2 separate regions of the Mus musculus genome follow, and region 1 is linked to region 2. The links are chromatin contacts, called in public HiChIP or PLAC-seq maps. All regions are on one chromosome and are shown on one strand. The core of a region is the stretch at or near the end of the contact, and the rest is flanking DNA. Distances in the headings are between cores, read along the strand shown.

Region 1 (3,922 bases), core at 577-3,076, 85 kb after region 2:
GAAGGATTGCCGAAAAATTGAGGCCAGCCTAGGCTAAAGAGAGATCCTGCCTCAAAAAAGGAAAAATCACTCTATTGGAAGAGCAGTTGCTTGGTAGAGCACAAACTTAGCATGTTCTAGGCCCTGGGACTCTTATCTTCGGCACTACCCACCTATCTTGTCTCCCCCTGTTTTTATTCAAGCAGTTTTTCTAAAGCCTACAGACTGGTACTGTTTGTCTCTAGAGTAGCAGTGTTCAATAGAAGTATAATGAATGCACTCAGGAGGCAGAGGAAGAGCTGAAAGGAGCCCGATCTATACCACCAGAGACTAGCTTAAAACAAAACAAAAAGACATGTATGATTTTAATCCTAGTACCCAGGAGGTAGAGGGCCAGTGGGTCTCTTTATGAGTTCAAGGCCAGCTTGATCTGATTTCCAGGGTAGCAACAAGTACACAGAGAGACCCTGTCACAAAGAAGAAATGAAACACAAGTTAGTATAACTTATATGTCTGTACATGTTCATGTACCTGTCTACCTGCTTGCTCACATGTGTAGGGCTTTGTGGAACCAGAGGTCAACATTACATATTTTTTTCAATCACTCTAGACTTTATCTTTCAAGACATTTTCTGTTATTGAACCCAGAACTCACTGATTCATTAGACTAACTGAGCAGCAAACCCCAGGGGATCCTCTCATTTCTGCCTCAGCCCCCATGTTGTTAGGAGAACAGGCAAAAACTGCTGCACCCAGCCCTTTTTTTTTTTAACAGGATCTATGTAGCCCTGGCTGTCTTGGTACACACTGTGTAAACCATCCTGGCCTCGAACTCACAGAGATCCACCTGCTTCTGCCTCTTCAGTGTTGAGATTAAAAGTGTGCACCACCATGCCCGGCTTTTTATTGGGTATTGGAGATCCAAATTCAGGCCCTCAAGCTTTCCTGACAAGCTCTAAGATGGAGTCATTGCCCCATTCTTCCCCTTACATAATTTTAAAATTGTCACCCATGTTCAAAAGGTTTAAAACAAGAAATTTTAATATATTTTATTTAACCTAGCATATCTAAAAATATTTCAGTATGCAATTAACATTAAAAAAATAGTTTTTCCATACAAGGTCTGAAATGCAATGTGCATTTCACACCTGTATTATATTCCCATTTGAAGAATTCAGAGCTACATGCAGCCCGCAGAAAGTTACTGACCAGTACAGTTCCTGATGGGCGCGCATACCCTGACAGAACCCTACAGTTTCTAACATTAAAGCTCTTCTTTGGTTCTCTTCTTTTTCTTCATACATTAACACTTCTAAATTGGCCTGTGATTTCATCATTCAAGAGGCTGAGGGCCAGGCAGTGGTGGTGTGGGACACGCTGTTTGTGTGTGTGAGAGTGTGTATGTGTGTGAGAGAGTTAGTTATTAATATAGCAAGCACTTGAAACAGATCACCATAAATGCACAGTAAAGTAAATATCAACTATTATTCTAGTGATCTTGTTACAGTAGGCTCCGAGGTTAGACACAAGAAAGGCCCAGAAATTCTGAAGAGGCGGTTACCTGAAGGCCGAAATTGGGCACTTAGGAACTCCCTCTGGCCGTTATGAAACTGGCACCTATGCCTGGACAGCCCAACCCTGGGGGAAGTGCGGCTCACTCGGTAACCGGGGGAACGGAGCCACTGAAACAGGACTCCACGACTCTCCAGCAGCCCACAGACACACCAGCCTGCCAGATGGGTGCTTCAGTGGAGGCGTTAGGCTGAGCGGCTCGTGGGGGCGTGACGCGCGCAGGTCCCGCCCACCATACGTACCGCGGCCCCGCAGCCAATCCCGAAGTGCGTATTGGGTTCAAATAGAGGCGGCGGGTGAAAGTGGCCATTTCGACTTGGTCTGGTTAAGTGATCGAGTTGAAAATGTGGAGGGTGAAAACACTGAATCTCGGTTTGTCGCCTTCGCCCCAAAAGGTGAGGAGAGAACTCCGGCAGACAGGGCGCTACCTGGGCGGGGCCGGGCGGGGCCGAGGCCGGTGAAGTCCGGCTCCGGACGAAGTGGGGCAGCGGGAGGCATTGTCCGCCCCGGCCTAGCGGTTGTGGGAAAACACTCCGGGAGGCCGAGACCAGCTTTCCTCACACTCGCTTTCTCTCTCAGGGGAAGCCAGCTATGAGTACTCCTCTCCGAGAGCTTAAACTACAGCCCGAGGCCCTCGCCGATTCAGGGAAAGGTCCCTCTATGATCTCCGCGCTGACCCCATACCTGTGCAGGCTGGAGCTGAAGGTGAGATTTTTAGCTTCACAACTGGGCTGTTTGCCCAGGCTCAGATGCTCAGAGGAACAGAGGGCCAAAGCTGGAACGTAATTAATAACGATAATGAAGTCTTCCACTTCCGTGACATCCATTTACAGCTATTCAGGCCAACAGAGAGGTGCCCTGGGGTGGTTAAAACGAATCCACTGAGAACCCACACCTCTATTTAGCTGGGTTCGATTTTTTTTTTTCTTTACCTCTTTTCTTGTTTTTGACCTATACCAAATTCCCGAGAAATACTGGCACATTTATGGAGAGATCTGTCTCCAAGAGTTGAAACCATATCCATCTATCCTATGGGGTAGTTAGAATTTTCCTGTATCCAATACTTTAAACTATTACCTTGCAGAATTGCCTATATTGAGCTGTACCTTTTAGTTAGAAGGTTTTCTATTGTTACTGTTACTATTATTGTTGTTTTGGGTTTTGTTTGTTTGTTTTTGTTTTTGTTTTTTGAGACAGAGTTTCTTTGTGTAGACCTGGCTGTCCTGAAACACTTTCTGTAGACCAGGCTGGCCTGAAACTCAGAGATCTGCCTACCTCTGCCTCTCCAGTTCGGAGATCAAGGGTGCCAGCCACCACTACCACCACTCAGCTTCTTTTCTACTTTTAGATTTTTTTTTTAATGTTTTAGATTTTTTTTTAATTACTTGTCAAATGACTTAAGAGAAATAGTACAAACTGCTTTTGTAAAACTTGTCAAGAGAGGAGTTTGACCCACTGGGTTCTTTAAAGACATTTTGTAGAACTTACTTGGGAAATTGTCCTGAAGAAATTGCTATCATTTCCTCTTCCTATAGGGAGAACCAGGAAGCCTACCATTCTTTCAAAATATGAAAGTTTGCTTTTTTTTTTCTTTGACCATGATTTTGTTATTTTATGGTGCTGGGTATTAAACCTAGGTCTTTGTGCTTGCTAGATGGATACTACACTACTACTAAACTATACCCGCAATCCTATTTCATTAACTTTATTCTGTCTTTAGTAACTCAAGATTTTTGTTTGTTTGGTTGGCTTTGGTTTTTTAAAAAATATTTATTTATTTATTTATTTATTATATGTAAATACACTGTAGCTGTCTTCAGACACTCCAGAAGAGGGAATCAGATCTCATTACAGATGGTTGTGAGCCACCATGTGGTTGCTGGGATTTGAACTCCGGACCTTTGGAAGAGCAGTCGGGTGCTCTTACCCACTGAGCCATCTCACCAGCCCAGCTTTGGTTTTTTTTGAGACAGGGTTTCTCAGTGTAGACTTGGCTGTCCCAGAACTCACTCTGAAGACCAGGCTGGCCACTCAGAGATCCACCTGCCTCTGCCTCTTGAGTGCTAGGATTAAAGGTATGTGCCACCACCAGCTGGCATTCCTGGAGTGATCTCTGAGTTATTCTGGTGTAACTCTAGATTCTGAGAGCACTTGAAACATTTCCCATCCTCTGTTCAGTCTCTCCTACCCCCCACTCTTTCTCTCTTAAGAGTTATCTATTTATTTTATCTATACGAATACACTGTAGCTGTTTTCAGTCACACCAGAAGGGGGCATCGGATCTCATTACAGATGGTTGTGAGCCACCATGTGGTTGCTGGGATTTGAACTCAGGACCTCTGGAAGAGCAGTCAGTGCTCTTAACCGCTGA
Region 2 (3,641 bases), core at 918-3,417:
ACCAACCAACCAACCACCAACCAACCTCTTTTGAGCCCCAAGTCCACAGCTCATCCAGATTCACAAAGGGTGTGGTAATCAAATGAAAATGGCCCCACAGGCCCACGGATTCACATGCTTAGTCCTATGCTGGACTGTTTGAAAGGGCTGGGAAGTGTGCACTTGTTGGAGGATGTGTGTTACTGAGGTTAGGCACTGAGGCTTCAAAAGTCTAGGTCAGGCTCAATGTCTTCCTCTGCCTATTGCCTATGAACCAGGATGTAAAATTCTCAGCTACTGCTTTAGAGCCATACCTATCTGCTTTCCACCATGATGATCATGGACTAACCTAAAATCTAGGTAAGCCTCCAATTAAGTGCTTTCTATTATAAGTTCCTTTGGCCATGATGCCTTTCCAAAAACCCCAAATTCAGTTCCCAGCACCGCATAAAACCAGGTATGGTGTATGTGTGTTTATTTTAGCACTTGGGAGGTGGAGGCAGGTAGACAGGAGTTCAAGGTCATTCTCAGCACTGTACTGAGTTTGCGGCCAGGCTGATCTTACCCCTGAAAACAGAGTATTTTATTCCCATGAATTTGGTACTTATAACCAGAGATCTGAAACACCCCCCCACCCCCACAGGGTTTCTCTATATAGCCCTGGCTGTCCTGGAGTTCACTTTGTAGACCAGGCTGGCCTCGAACTCAGAAATCCGCCTGCCTCTGCCTCCTGAGTGCTGGGATTAAAGGAGTGCACCACCACTGCCCGGCTTTTTAATATTATTTATGTATGTGAGTACCCTGTCACTCTCTTCAAACACACCAGAAGAGAGCATCAGATCCCATTACAGATGGTTGTGAGCCACCATGTGGTTGCTGGGAAATGAACTCAGGACCTCTGGAATAGCAGTCAGTGCTCTTAACTGTGGAGCCATTTCTCCAGCCCCTGAATTTTTTTTTTAAAGATTTATTTATTTATGCACATTATGCATAAGAATGCTTTGTCTGAGTATATATCAGCATACCAGAAGAAGGCATAGAATTTCATGGAACAACAATTATAGACAGTTGTAAGCTGCCATGTGAGTGCTGGGAATTGAACTCAAGACCTTTGGAAGAATAGCCAATGTTCTTTTTTTTTTTTTAATTATTATTTATTTTCATATACAAAAAGATAAACCTTGAGATACTTCTAGACTTTTCCTCCTATTCTGATGGGGCTGTGGCTGCTCCTTCACACAGGGGGAAAAACTACATTCAATAGCCAATGTTCTTAACCACAGAGGCATCTCTTCAGTGCCTGGAGATCTGAATTTGATCCTTGGACCCTACATTAAAAGCCAGACAAGTATCATCAAAACTAAGGTAGAACTGGATCTAGTAGTGCATGCTTTTAATCCCAGCATGTAGGAGGCAGAGGCCGGTAGATCTCTATATAGTCTACACAGCAAGTTATGGCTGAGGCTACAGAATAGTAGTGCTCCTTCCTCACCGCCAAGAAAATCCAAGAGAATCAATTCGGGTATAAAGTTACTCTCTGACACCTAAGTACATTCACTGAGTGTCTAGCTAGAGCTAGAACTCTGGCAAAGTTACTGTCAAGTCTCTCTCTCTCACACACACATACATACACACACACATACATACATACACACACACACACACACGGCTTGGGGGTAGAACATGGACACACACTCACTGAGTGTCTGTCACTGAGCCTGGCACATGGCAGCCTCAGGAGGAGACGACAGGACAGAAGGGAGTTAGGAGATTTACTGCCAACTTCTCACTCGGAGGGAGGTTCCTTCTGTGTGGCCCTGCACCGCTGTGAAGCTCAGAGGTAGTCTATCTATGGACAGAGCTGTGCCACATAGCCTTTGAAATCTCCTGAGCAACACTGCCCAACACAGAGAACAGGCAGAGCTTTCTTGTTTGTGATGTTGGGTCTCACTTCCTGCCATGTGCTGAGAGCACAGCTCCCCACACAGGAAGGAACCCTCTTTCAAAGGGCTGGCAACCAGCAGAAACTGCTTTACAACAGTAGACAAAAGCCACTACTCATTCAGATGCTCTCCCCAGCTTCTTCCAGTTATTATAAATCCTTTCTACTCTCCCCACCAGCAGTCACTGGGAACAGAGCCTAACTTCTGGTGGGGGCAGCTCAAAGCTAGGGAGCCCAACAGGGCAACCGGAGAGCGCACGACTCCTGAGCCCGGTCACCATGTACCTTCACTCGCTCCTCTGGCCTCTTCACCACCTTGTCACTGAGGAATTTGGTAGGGATGAAGCCGGTGACGCCATTGTCTAGCCGTGTTTTCACACCAATGGCCTGACCAGGGCATGATCCACTGTCAAAATGGTTCCAGACCTGAAGAATAGAGAAAAGGACTATTAAAAATTCGGAAGCTCCGGCTGGTGAGATGGCTCAGCAAGTAAGAGCACTGACTGCTCTTCCAAAGGTCCCGAGTTTAAATCCCAGCAACCACATAGTGGCTCACAGCCATCTGTAATGAGATCTGGTGCCCTCTTCTGGTGTGCTTGAAGACAGTGTATTTACATATAACAAATAAGAAAAAAAAATTCAGGAGCTTGTTTGTACAGAAGAGAGCAGCTGGGGGGTGGGGGGCTGGAGAGATGGCTCAGTGGTTAAGGGTATTTATTGCCTTTACAGAGGGTCCGGATCCAATCACCAGAATGCAGTTACATAGCAGTTACAACCAACCCTAACTCCAGTTACAAGAAGTCTGACTTCTGAGGGCATCAAGTACACACATTACATAGTACACAGACAAAATAGTCAAACCTAAAGTAAAGTAAATAGATCAGAGAGAGAGAGAGAGAGAGAAGAGAGAGAGAGAGAGATGGAGGAAGGAGGCAGGCCAGGAAAGGATGCACACAGTAGGAGAGAACCCACAAGGTATCCTCTAACCTCCACACACATAAAATAAGTAAGAAAATTAAAAACCCCAAAAGAAAAGTGTATCCAATCAGCTACCCACCAAGGTAGAGTGTGAATATCCAGAGTACCTGATTTGCTGCTTGGCACTACAGGCCATTAGATGAAGCTTTCACAGGTAACTGACCTGCTTTCTAACCCCACTGTGATCCCTTTTGCTCTGTTCTACTTTAGTGAGAGTAACAAGTATCTATGCAGGAATTTGCTACAATGGACCTAATAAGTGAAAAACCAGAAAATGCTGGGTGGCTTTAGAAAAGAACATGATAATTGGGTGAGATGGTGCAGCCTTTAATCTCACTCAGCACTAAGGAGGCAGAGGAAGACAGATCTCTTAAAAGTTCAAGGCTATGGGGGACCTTTGGAATAGCATTGAAAATGTAAACGAGGAAAATACCTAATTAAAAAAAAAAAAAAAAAAAAAAGAATAAAAAAAAAAAAAAGTTCAAGGCTAGCCTGGTCTACATAAGTGAGTTCTAGGCCAGCCAAGGCTACATAATAAGACCTTGTCTCCAGGATAAAAAAAGAAGGCAGGCAGGCACATAATGCCTAGAAGAACAGATGGAAAATTAGAGTGGGAATAATATAAAAATCGTAAAGCTGACATGTACTTTCAAGCCAGTGTAAGTAAGGCTACTGCGCTCCCTGCGGTGAGCATGCGTTGAGCGGTGAGCATGATTCTCATGGCCTAACTTGCTGTAGTGAC

What was found. HiChIP or PLAC-seq counts read pairs in DNA pulled down with a chosen protein or histone mark.
Region 1: an H3K4me3 HiChIP or PLAC-seq map of the SCID.adh cell line shows a contact between it and region 2, with 23 read pairs. The contact joins the promoter of Spag5 here to the enhancer-like site in region 2. A contact is called at or near these places in 10 of 39 promoter capture datasets (the C10 cell line, the HPC-7 cell line, cranial neural crest and 4 more), 13 of 484 Hi-C or Micro-C datasets (CD4 T cells, bone marrow-derived macrophages, embryonic ectoderm and 8 more), 11 of 115 datasets of contacts at active chromatin or transcription factors (the SCID.adh cell line, acute myeloid leukemia, embryonic stem cells and 2 more) and 4 of 9 other capture datasets (adipose tissue, embryonic stem cells, liver and 1 more).

The regions. Positions count from the first base shown.
Region 1 is chr11:78,299,765-78,303,686 of GRCm38.p6, forward strand. Spag5 (sperm associated antigen 5) reads left to right here and starts at 1,827. Exons shown (of 24, transcript NM_017407.3): 1 at 1,827-1,946; 2 at 2,131-2,256. The coding sequence starts at 1,896. It overlaps Gm3948 (predicted gene 3948), which reads right to left and starts at 1,747. Exons shown (of 4, transcript NR_166889.1): 1 at 1,541-1,747; 2 at 358-446.
Region 2 is chr11:78,213,999-78,217,639 of GRCm38.p6, forward strand. Supt6 (SPT6, histone chaperone and transcription elongation factor) reads right to left here. Exons shown (of 37, transcript NM_009297.2): 28 at 2,207-2,347. Among named protein-coding and RNA genes, the nearest start is that of Proca1, 21 kb to the left of the region's middle. Within about 2 kb of position 2,168, at least 62 of the 459 cell types and tissues checked have an H3K27ac peak or open chromatin away from gene starts, as enhancers often do. A contact at or near this core is called in the SCID.adh cell line and neural progenitor cells, where this site is marked.